Linked DNA regions of Zea mays: region 1 is linked to region 2. The links are chromatin contacts, called in public Hi-C maps. All regions are on one chromosome and are shown on one strand. Each heading gives the region's core, a stretch centred on a gene start, on an enhancer-like site or on the middle of the called end of the contact. The rest is flanking DNA. Distances are from core to core; before and after follow the strand shown.

What was found. Hi-C and Micro-C count contacts between places; a contact is called where the count stands out from the background.
Region 1: a Hi-C map of leaf shows a contact between it and region 2, with 2.5 times the contacts expected there. The contact joins the enhancer-like site here to the promoter of LOC100273539 in region 2. A contact is called at or near these places in 14 of 25 Hi-C or Micro-C datasets (bundle sheath, ear, endosperm and 5 more) and 1 of 3 datasets of contacts at active chromatin or transcription factors (leaf).

What each region holds. Positions count from the first base shown.
Region 1 is chr3:105,437,436-105,442,985 of Zm-B73-REFERENCE-NAM-5.0, reverse strand. No RefSeq gene overlaps it. Among protein-coding and RNA genes, the nearest start is that of LOC100276924, 62 kb to the left of the region's middle. Within about 2 kb of position 2,080, at least 17 of the 20 cell types and tissues checked have an H3K27ac peak or open chromatin away from gene starts, as enhancers often do. A contact at or near this core is called in bundle sheath, ear, endosperm and 3 more, where this site is marked.
Region 2 is chr3:105,015,213-105,021,042 of Zm-B73-REFERENCE-NAM-5.0, reverse strand. It overlaps LOC100273539, which reads right to left and starts at 3,866. Exons shown (of 15, transcript NM_001320083.1): 1 at 3,359-3,866; 2 at 3,031-3,236; 3 at 2,849-2,918; 4 at 2,591-2,646; 5 at 2,408-2,479; 6 at 2,229-2,323; 7 at 2,023-2,089; 8 at 1,791-1,920; 9 at 1,465-1,683; 10 at 1,234-1,358; 11 at 685-859; 12 at 514-604. The coding sequence starts at 3,445. LOC103652066 reads right to left here. Exons shown (of 11, transcript NM_001368680.1): 8 at 5,706-5,777; 9 at 5,123-5,593; 10 at 4,854-5,041; 11 at 4,349-4,777. The coding sequence ends at 4,741.

The sequences.
Region 1 (5,550 bases), core at 831-3,330, 420 kb before region 2:
CTTTTTACCCAATAATGTTCTTTAATATCATTTATTCATGCATAGGTTAATTTTGATGGGACCCAATAGGTTACCCTAGATTGTTTATCTCATTACCTTGTTTACCCCTGAATCACTTGGGTAGTTTGCTATTGCTTTACATGGATTTGGGATAATTATTTATCATATCTATGTTCCAGTTATTTTGTTATTCTATTTATGTTCATGTCAAGATCATTAATGTTAATTGGAACATAGAGCTTAACTTGAGAAACATGTGCCACCACAAGGGTTTATGGACGCCCTTGGCTGACTAACTAGGAAAGCTAGTGGAAGACTACCTTACCCGAAAGGGGCAAGGGCAGTAGGGGATTGCATGCAAGGAGGTTCTCAGGTTGATTTTGCTGTGATGGCGGTCAGACGGGGGATTCTTGCAAGTGCTCTTCCCATAAACTGTAGCGGGTTTTCGGAAGCTAGTGGAACTTTGTAAAGGCCTCGTAGTGGATCCCTAGCCATTCACCTCGGTAGTGTTTAAGGGTCTAGCTAACCCTGGCGACATGGGATACACGACTTGTGGGTAAAGGGTACAACCTCTGCAGAGTGTAAAACCGGTATACTAACTGAGCTCACGGTCATGAGCAGCTCAGGACTCTCTGATGATTAATTTATGGAACCTAAGTTCAATTGGTCATATGCATTGCATCGCAGGTGATGTTGTTACTTTTGTTCTATTACTTAATTGGGTTGGTATTTACTTATACTTAGTAATTGCTAATAAAATTTTGATCAACTCTAAAAGCAATGCTCAGCTTCAACCATCCTCTTTGGTAAGCCTTACACTTTGTGAGCTCCCACCTTTGGCGAGTTCATGCACATTATTCCCCACAACTTGTTGAGCGATGAACGTATGTGAGCTCACTCTTGCTGTCTCACACCCCCCCACAGGTCAAGAACAGGTACCCCAAGATGAGGTGCATGGAGGATGCTGCGATGTGCTCGTGAGTAGTCTAGGTCGTCGTCTCCCAGTCAACTTTGGGTTGCTGGACCGTTGTCTCCTTATAATGTAATTATTTATTTATTTTGTATAGAATTCCTGTTATGTAGTAAAGATGTGACATTCGATCCTGTGCCATGATTCATCATATGTGTGAGACTTGGTTCCAGCACACCTGGTGATTATGTTCGCGCTCGGGTCTTGGTGCCCCAAAATCCGGGTGTGACAGGATTAGATCGCATCTGACCCAATTCGGTATCACACAGCGCCCGCCCGATCCGAAACCCACGGGCCGGATTTAAAATAGCTATGACGCAATCTGGATCGTCCATCACTGATTCCACGGTTTAGGCGAACAGGAGAGTATGCCATCACATCCCGGTCGTCCGACCAAGATCGGATAGTGGGTCGCGAATCTTCCCCCGCGCGCCCAATCGGTATGACGGCGCGGGAGGCCGGCGCGGTGGCGCCATGGCCGGTGCCCACCAGGTGGGTGATTCCCTGGTTCCAACTTTGAAATAATAGGTGTTATACAAAGCAGGGATGAAAGCGGAACGATGGGGGCGGTACTCATGAAGGATTGCGCGATTCAGGACTCACACCACAGGAAGAGGTTGTCCGCGGCGGCCCTGCGCTCCGTTGGGCGATTCACCGGACCTAGGTTGGAAATTCCGCGTGGTGAGGGCACAACCAGATTTCCCCCGACCTAAAGAAGCCCCCGTCACTACACCCTCGGCACGGTGGATGGCGAATCAAGGTTTTCCCTCCCGCGACGGTGCTCACTTCTCTCCCTCTGCAATGGTGGCGGTGGCTTGGCGCTACGCATCAGGGGCCAGAGGGTGTGGGGTCTCGAGTATTTGTAGCCCAAGGACGGGTTGCGGGATGAACCAACAGCGCCAGGGGCCTTGAACGGCCACCACGAGCGCGCAGGCGGCATCCCAAGCGAGTAAATCGGCCCTGGTGTAACGACCAGGGGAGGAAGAACGACCCAGCTAGTGAGGGACTGGAGAGCGAGCCGAACTTGTCGACGCCCCCACTCCCGGTTGGCAAACGGGCCCGCGTGGCAGTGGCAAAAGGGCACGGATGATGCGCGCACGAGGGGCTGATGACGAGGGGCCCGCGCGCCAGAGTCGGCGGCGGCCGCGCGGTCAGGCATTGATGGGCCGAAGTGGGCCGAGGAGAAGTGAAGATGGCCCAAGAGCGGTTTATCCTTTTCCTTTTTATTTTACTTCCTTTCACATTTTCAAATTTCTATTTCAAGTTCAAACCTATTGAAACTTTCTGTTTTGAATTTCCAATTCCCCTTTTCAAATATAAACTTGATGTGAATATATGTTTTATAATATTATTATTTATTTTTTCTCTATTGTTTATTTGTGAAAAGGTCTTAAATGACTCCATTAAAATTTCCTTTCTCAATTTCTATTTTATGTTTTCATTTAAAATTTTAAGGTCAAGCTTATGTTTTCCATAAAATGCATAACCACAACATCATTAGCAAGAGATCACCCTCCCTTCATCTATTTATTGGTCACTTAATTAATTTAGTACTCTCAATTGATTTTGAAGAGGAAAGGTCCCAATGGATTCCAAACTAAATTTAAATTAAAGTTTGAACTTCAAATTCCCAAATATTAAACACAACTATCACTTAAGTAGTACTTCAAATTCTTAAAATTTATTTATTTACTATTTATTCTCCTTCCCATTATTTGCCTCTAGATTTTATGATAAAACACATGAAACAATATCTTGTTTGGGAAAATATCTTCTAATGTAAACTACACCAAGATATGTTTGAATCTTTTAGAGAATACTTTTAATTCGATAGTGAGATAACCAAGATATGTTTGAATCTTTTAGAGAATACTTTTAATTCGATAGTGAGATAACTAACTTCATATGGTTACCTTTTAGCTAACTCTTTATTAAGAGGGATATTTTTTAGGGAATATGACTTCAAAAGTTTTTTAAAAAAATTCCAACACAAAATCTTTAAAAAAATTATCTAATTCTCACAATGAGAAAGATATTTTAATGTGAGAGATTTTGAGGTGTTACAGTCTGATATCCGTCAATATTATATATGCAATAATTTTATCGAATACATCTGACTTTTATCTGAATAAATATCCGACCGTTAAATATATAGTAAAATATATTCGATTGGATACATCCGACTTTTATCCGAATAAATATCCAAACGTTAAATATAGTAAAAAATATTCGGTCGTTAAAAATAGTGAGCACGTGGGCTGAAATAAAAAATTTTGTGGACAGCCCACTCTAGCCCAAGTTCTTAAATTGTCGTCCTGGTCAGGCCTTCCGTTTAGCACTTTGGTTTCAGTAGGGCATGGCATGTTTTATACAGGTGACTTGGTGTTTCTTGCTGTAGACTAGGCGAGGTGGGATTAACGAGCTACTGCTGCGCTGCGCCTGTGTTGTTTCATGCCGGTGCGCGCGTTGGCGCGGTGGCCGTACTCGCCGCCACTAGTGTGTGGACATTTTAAAATCGAAACCGAATCTAAACCCAAACTGAATCTGAATAGACCGAATTATTGGTCTATTCGGGTTTTGAGATTTGATTCGGTTCCTATAAATACTATATTTCGAGGTATGAGTTCGATTCCTAACTTTTAAAATCCGAATAGACCTAATAATCCGAAATATAAAAAAACTCTTAATATATGATGGTATTACTATATGATTTGTGAACTTATTAGGTAAAAATTAGGATATCATCTTAACGATAGTATATATATTCCAATATGCTATTTTTTATAGTCACTTGTTGTAATAATAGTATTTTCAATTAAATTATTAATTGTATATATCTTAACAAAAGATAATAGTATCTCTATTGTTCGAGTCTATTCGGTAGACTGAATAGACCGAACCGAAATTGTGGATCTATTTGGATTCGGTTCCTAAAATTATTCTGAAAATTTCGGTTCTCATTTTTCATAACACGAAATTTCAAAAATCTCAATGACCGAACCGAATTACCCTAATAGACCGAATGCCCAGCCCTACTCGCCACTGGTCCACTGGGTTGTGCCGTTGCCCAGCTTCTTCTACAGACTGCAAGCAAGCCGCGTGCGCGTGATATATATATATATATATATATATATATATATATATATATATATATATATATATATATATATATATATATATATATATATATATATATATATATATATATATATATATATATAGAGAGAGAGAGAGAGAGAGAGAGAGGTTGTTGGTAATGGAAGCCCAGGGCTTCCGATAGGCGCGGGAAGCCCAACCAGCTTAGCGGATATGCGTGGGATCGGGATGGGTCGATCGGAACGCGCGTGGGCACACTTATGCATGTGTAAATATTTGTTTTGTTTTGCATAAATAGAAGGTGCGCACGTGGTGGGCCAGCGACGTGTTCCCCGCATATCGAGTTGTTAGTTCGTAACAGTGTTTACGCTAGTATATTTACTGGTTCTAATTTGCATAACATGAGATAGGCAACAAATACTTCGGTGGTTCATTCATGGGTCCACATCATGGTCGTGATTAGCGCGCCCACGATACTGGAATGTAGCAGATACGCCCACAATGCTGGCCGTGATTAGCGCGCCCACGACGCTTGCGACTTCATTTTGCTATGGGCGTAGAAAAAAGATGTTTTCAAAGTAGATAGACGGTAGAATCCAACTTTTTGCAAGGGGGTTGTTGCAACTGTTGGAAAGAAAAGGGGAAATACTCGCGCGCTGGAAAATGGCGGCTTTAGGTGGAAAGGAGCACATTGGAGAAGACACAGCGCCGTCGGGGCTTGGTATGTACGACCGAACTGGTGTTGGTCGAACAGATATATGCTTGAAGATCGTATCAATGGGGCAGGAAGAAGAACAACTAGCTGTAAACGAGTTTGGCTCGGATGCAGCTGGACATAGGCACACAGAAACTGTCGAAGGAGCCATTACTCCACCAGCGGCATTGAAGGCGTCAGGGGTTGTTGATGAGATCAACACCGATGTGTCGAGGATGGCAATACATCAAGGAGAAGAGTAGCTGAATACTATGAGAACTATTAGTGAGCATGAACAGGACACGTAAGTGGTTCTTATCACGTAACCTCCCAAGGTATTAGGCCCACCTACAGATGTCCTTATCTTGAGGACCTCAGACAATCATGCAGGTGCACACAATGACTCGGCAGGTCCGGTTATCTGTATCTCCATCACATCGCCCAAGAGCACTTATCCCATAACGCGGACATTACACACCATTGGAGTAAGCGGAAAGGATTACAATAACATAATTTACATTCATAAGTAAAATATAGAAAGAGTTGGTTATTACATAACCGGGTACTAAGTGACTAAACTTATTACATCATAGGAAGGCAAAACACCTTCCCCAGGCAGGTCTTAGTTTTCTTCCTCCTGCTTTGGAACCACCTTAGAACAAAAACAACAGAATTCAGCAGTTTCATCACCTACAACAACATGGGTTTGAAAACTCTTAGTACGGAGTGTACTTTCGCAAGTCTTACCCGTGAAAGGAAAAAGACTGTCAAGGATATGTTGGCTTTTGGG
Region 2 (5,830 bases), core at 2,617-5,116:
GGTCTACATTCGGAAAAGAAAAAGGACCAAGCAAGTGACATGTATTTCTGATGACAGGTGCATATCAAGGGTGTTTGAGCAGATACTGGTCCTGCTGTCAGGCAACTGGTGGGACACTTGGGTTTTCCTTTTTGTTGTTCAGATTTACTTTTAAGGCTTAATCAAGAGGGTACATTATAAACTACTCCCTCTGTCCCAAAATAGTATCCGTTTTAGCTCTTTGTTTTTATGTCTATATTCAAATTCAAGTGGATGATGATGAATCTAGACACATATATAAAACATATGCATCAAATATTGTATGAACCCATTAATTAACTAAAATGAATTTGAATTTGGAACAGATGGAGCATTAAATATAGAATAGTCACGGATATACTGCATCTGTAGGGAAGATTGCTGAGTAATGAATGTATATGCAGCAATGCAGCAAGAGTGACAACACTGTTCTTGTCACAAGCAAGTGGGGATACAGTAAGGTAATGATACATGTCACAAGAAAAACATTTATACCTTTTGACATCACTACAATAGAACTTCCATTGTTGGAGCCAGCAACAGAACTGATGTAGAAACTTTTATCCCATTGTTCCATGATCCACTCCTGTGTTTTTGTTTTTGTTTTTTGCAAAATTGAGAACATCAAAAGAGAATGAACATGAGGTGCAGATGGGAAGGTCCTACCTTATGAAGAAAGTGTGAAGATAGCTCATAAACTTGAGCTGAGAAGCCAGTTCCTGCATCCATAATGATTGCCCAAAGATTTGCGCATGATGATATTGAACTTATCAACAAACCATCCTCATTTCCTTTCTCCACATGTTGCGCTAACCTTGCATCAGCCACATTATAGTGGTACCTATCAAGGGCAGAAGTCAATTATCCTTTTGCGGTGACGAAATACACAAAAAGAATATCGGTGCATTGATGAACCTAAAAAACTGCATAAGCATTATGGATTATCTTTGGTTCTCAAGGGATTAAAAAAGTTTTTCCTTTTAAATTTGGGTTAACCCAGTAGAAATTATGATCTACAAGCAGTATTGCCATGTCGTTAACTTGGTTCCTTTCAGTGAATGAATCAGATTTTTATACCAAATAGCAAAAAAATGGGAATTTACTTTTAAAAGAAAGAACGATACAGAACACACTACGATAATATAACTCTGGATGGATACTCGAAACAGGATATACAGTCTACAGGAAGAAATTAACTTGAGAAATAACATTAACCTCTGCTTCATAGGTTGCCTTGAATTGTATACTGAAATCCACTGTGTTGCAGGAGCACCCAGCCGAATCTTCTTTTTTACATGGTCGTCGTCATCATTAAGCAACCTGGCACGCTTCTGCCCTACCTGCAGGGTGAGCATGTCCACTAAATATATAACCCAGGTGTATCTAGATTTTAAAGGTGTGTTTCACTTGAACTCGCCAATGATATATCTGATGCCTGAAACAAACCTTTTGGGCTCCATCAGTATTGATTGGTCTAATGGAAGGGATTGGTCCAATTAAACTGTCAAACAATGAAATCAACTTGGAATAGTTTGGCTCTTCATCAAACTTCATGTTGACAACGGCCTCAAGAAACTCCTTGAAAGGTTGAGGACATATGCCGCAGAGGGCCTCAGGTGAGGTACTCATCTTTCTCTTGCACACCAAAAATGATTTATTATCACCCTGTAAACACAGGTCCCACAAAAAAATCAATGGTCAAACAAGACTACTCAAGAAAAAAATGGCTCCAAATGGAGAGAATAAGATTAAAAGATTATACAGTAAGATACCTGATATCCCTGCCATGGCAACCTGCCCCGGTGAAGGAATACTAGTGTATAGGCAAGTGACTCCAAATCATCTCTCCTGCTAGCGGTTCTTCCTAAATGTGCATGGACACTAGCATATCTGACTGTTCCTCTAGATTATGAAGGCAAGAGAGAAGTTTGGACATAGAACTAATGTCATAACTAGTAGACAGATATGAATATTATATGAAATATAGGAGACAAAGTGGCAAACCTAAAGGCATCAGGACGTTGATCATAACTAACATGCTGCCCATTAGCAGTATCTCTCCACTTTGTTGCTGGCAAGTGAAAATTAACAAAGAAGCTGTTAAGCTGATCAAAAGACCTAATGCTCTAGACCACCAGTAATCTAGCAGAAATAAGAAAGGGGGACAATTTCACAAAAAAATGCAAGTTAATTGGAACAGTCTTGTTTACCTAATCCAAGATCCACAAGATAAAGTTTCTTTTCATGAGGCGTTGAAGGCTGCCCCAGAAGAAAGTTCTCAGGTTTGACGTCTCCATGCACATATCTGAAAAGCAAATCACAGAAACATAAAAAAGGAGACTGATGAATTGAACATTAGCCATTAAGCATGCTTGAGATCTCCGCTTACCCTTTAGAATGCATGCTTTCCAAGATGGAAATGGACTCCATGGCAATGCAAGCCACCATTTCCGATGGCATGCTGGAAGTTTTGAGCACAAGTTATTATTACAAACAGAAAGGGGAGCAAAAAAAGGGTATGACAAAAAAAAATGGCAACCGCTGGGAGAGGTAATAGAGTTAAGGAACTCACGATTGGCCTAATGAATTCCATGAATCCCACAAACTAGGCCCCAGCATATCCATAATCTGGAGACAGAAAAGGAGTCAAATAAATTAGAAGTGATCCATCAGTAGCAAGAACCCCCAAAAAGATCCTCACTAAAATTCAGACCAGTCCCCCGTTCTCTCTATAAAGCGAGAGCACTGATCCCAGAAGAGTCAATTTCTCCATTAGCTAAACCCAGAAGGGTCATCCATTCGTCAAAGATTAGCAGGAGGAGAATGGTACCATGACATAGTAGTCACCCTGACGACCTTTATAATGCACCTTGGGCACGCCGTGTGTGCCTCCAAGAGCGCTGGTACATGATTAGAGGCAGCCACTTAGAACCACGGACACTAGTAATAACATAGTACTATCTGTTGGTGATAGTGGAAGATGAAAGACACAAACGATGAAGAGCCGCTTACGTGTAGATTTGCCATTCAGCTGGAGGGCCGTAGGTACAGCCCTTGCTGCTAGTGTGCTCAAACTTGATGGCAACCTCTTGGGCAGCGGACGCCGCGGAGCGTGCGGCGTGGGCGGCAGTCAGACGTCGGCCAAGAAAGACATGGCCGAAGCCACCTTTGCCAAGCTTCCTCTCGACCTTGTACTCGGGAGATCCTCCGACCTGGACCTGGAAGGCAAGGCAGTGGAGATCTGATTTGGGTGAGAATCCAGCCAGCAATCATCGGATTAGAGAGAATGAAAAGCGGACTGATGGAGTAGATAAAAACAAAGATGGGTTAAGATACGGACCGTGTCGGGGAAAGGCGCCGTGTTGGTGTCGTCGTCGTCGTTAGCGGCCGCGGCGTTGTCGGCGCTGATTCCGCCGCTATCGGCCATCCTGTTGCTCCGGTGGTGGTTGGTGCGCACGGGCCGCTTGTGTTTTGGCTATTATACTCTTCCAGCGGGGAACCGGGGTCGGAGTCAGGTTTGGGGTTTGGTCAAGACGTCGGGATACGAAGGTGGAGGGAGGTAGCCGGGGGTCATGGCGGCGGCGATCCCACACAGTCGCGGCGGAACATCGTCGAATCAATGGAATGGGCGTATGAACCCTATCTACTATCAGTCGATGCAGCGAATTGATCGATTCGATCTACAATAAGAATAGGCTTGAGAAGCAGCAGCAATATACTCAAAATCGTTGGGGGAGCGATACGGATTGGGGATTCCTAGCGCCGGCGGCTCCTCCCTCTGCGGCTCCGCCTGCCCCCGATGAGGAAGAGCAGAAGGCGAGGGCGAGGGGATGGATTGATCCGACGCGAGGCGAGGCGATGCCACCGTGGGGGGGGGCGGAGATGCGGATAGATGCGCCCTGCACAGCGCACAGCAACAGCGAGCGCTAGTAAAGGTTACTCTCATTCTCACCTTGCCAAGCCAAATCCAGCACTTTATAATCTGACAAAAAAAACAAAAAAAAAAGTAACAGCAGTTTAAGGGGCTGTTGGGTGCGTGGCCTAAGCCGCCACGGCGCGCCGTAGTTTTGCCGCCGCAGGTATGGCGGCCGATTCAGCCGCCGCGGCTTAGACGCGCCGCCGCACCAAACTGGCCCTAACTCCATTCATCTGGTGATCATCAGACATATGCAAAGCGGTCGAACTTGCCCTAACTCCATTCATCTGGTGATCATCAGACATATGCAAAGCGGTTTCTTCATCATTCGGCACATGGTTACAACAGCCAGCTGAGTCATTCATCATGCTGGTTATCATCAACTTGCCCAACACTGACAGAAACAGGGGGGAATATCAGGCAAACCATAAGCAACTCTTCAGTGCGTACATTTTACATCGTAAACAACCAGACCGACGGATATGTCGAACAAACAAACCAAAGAAGAAAAAGGAGCAACGCCTCACCAAACCTATACAGCACCAACAAAGATCATCAAACTGCCAAAAGAAAAGAAACAACAGCAATCACCACCGAATGACACGTCGTCAAAACAAAAGAAAAGAAAACACTAGCCGGAGATGTTAGACACAAAGTAGTTCATCCCTGCGACCACGAGATGTAGGCAGAAGAGGCTCTTCCGCTGATGCCATCTTCTCCAGGACAATGAGAGGTTCCTTCCCAGTCACCAGTCCTAATCCAAGTAAGGATCATCAAAGCCATATTCGGTCAATTCCTACATGCCTTCACATGTTGCGCGCCGAGCCGCTCCTAGGTAAAGTCCTGAGTAAAGATGCACGCAAATCTGGTCAATCACATACTACAGACTCTTCAACTCAAGGTAGCGAACTACTCCTACCTGCCAGGTGGGAGCTGCGAACTGCTGGCAGAACCGCTTGAACTACCAAAACGTCTTGCCCTGTTATCCTGCTCTTTCTCCAAGCGCACAGCTGCCAGCTCCTTCTCCATAGCAGCTAGCTCGCGCCTCGATTTCTTGGCATCTGACTCCATAGCTTTTGTCAAAGTATCTACTTTCTTTGCCAACATCTGTACAGCACATCACTTCATTACGAGGAAGCAATAGACAAATGAAGAGGACAGCGAGCCAGTCTCAAGGCTAGTCCTTACCTCAACTGCGTCGTCCTTGTCTTTCAGGCTCTGATCCTTTTCGTGGCACGCCTTCCTTAGAGAAATGACCTCCTTTTGCAACATATCATATAGAACACCTGACACCGAGTCCTCCGACTCAGCAGATGCAAACTCGTTACACTTCTCATCTGAGTTGTTTGAATCTTTATCTTCACTGGAATCGGTAGATACGTTCATACCATTCCCGTTTACATGGCCCTTATAGCGTTCAAGTGATCTACAGCCTCCGTCAAACGACTTGGACGCTCCTTTTGCATGGTTCACTAGAGTCGTTGTGGTAGACACTGGTGATCTCATCTGGAATGATGGGCGTTTTGACAGGAAGCCGTTGGCCTTAGACAAACCATCAGCACCACCAATAGACTGGCGGCGTGTGCCACTGACATTGGTTCTCGATGTAGACATTCTCAATCCTTCCTCGAGTACCTTAAGTCGTAGCTGGAACTTCTCCTGCATTAATTGATACAGGTCATAACGAAGAGACAGTGGAAAATACCTGGCAGGTTGAAATTAAGACTGGGTGAAAAGGTAGTCATGAGCAGCATGAAGAGCAAAGGTATACTTTCAGTTGAGCTTCTGATCTTGCAGCCCTTTCTGCAATAGCAAGTTTGTCCCGGAGTTGCTGCATTTCTCCCTGCAAAAAAAGACAATATTCAACAAATCAATAAAATTCACCGCTGAAGAACT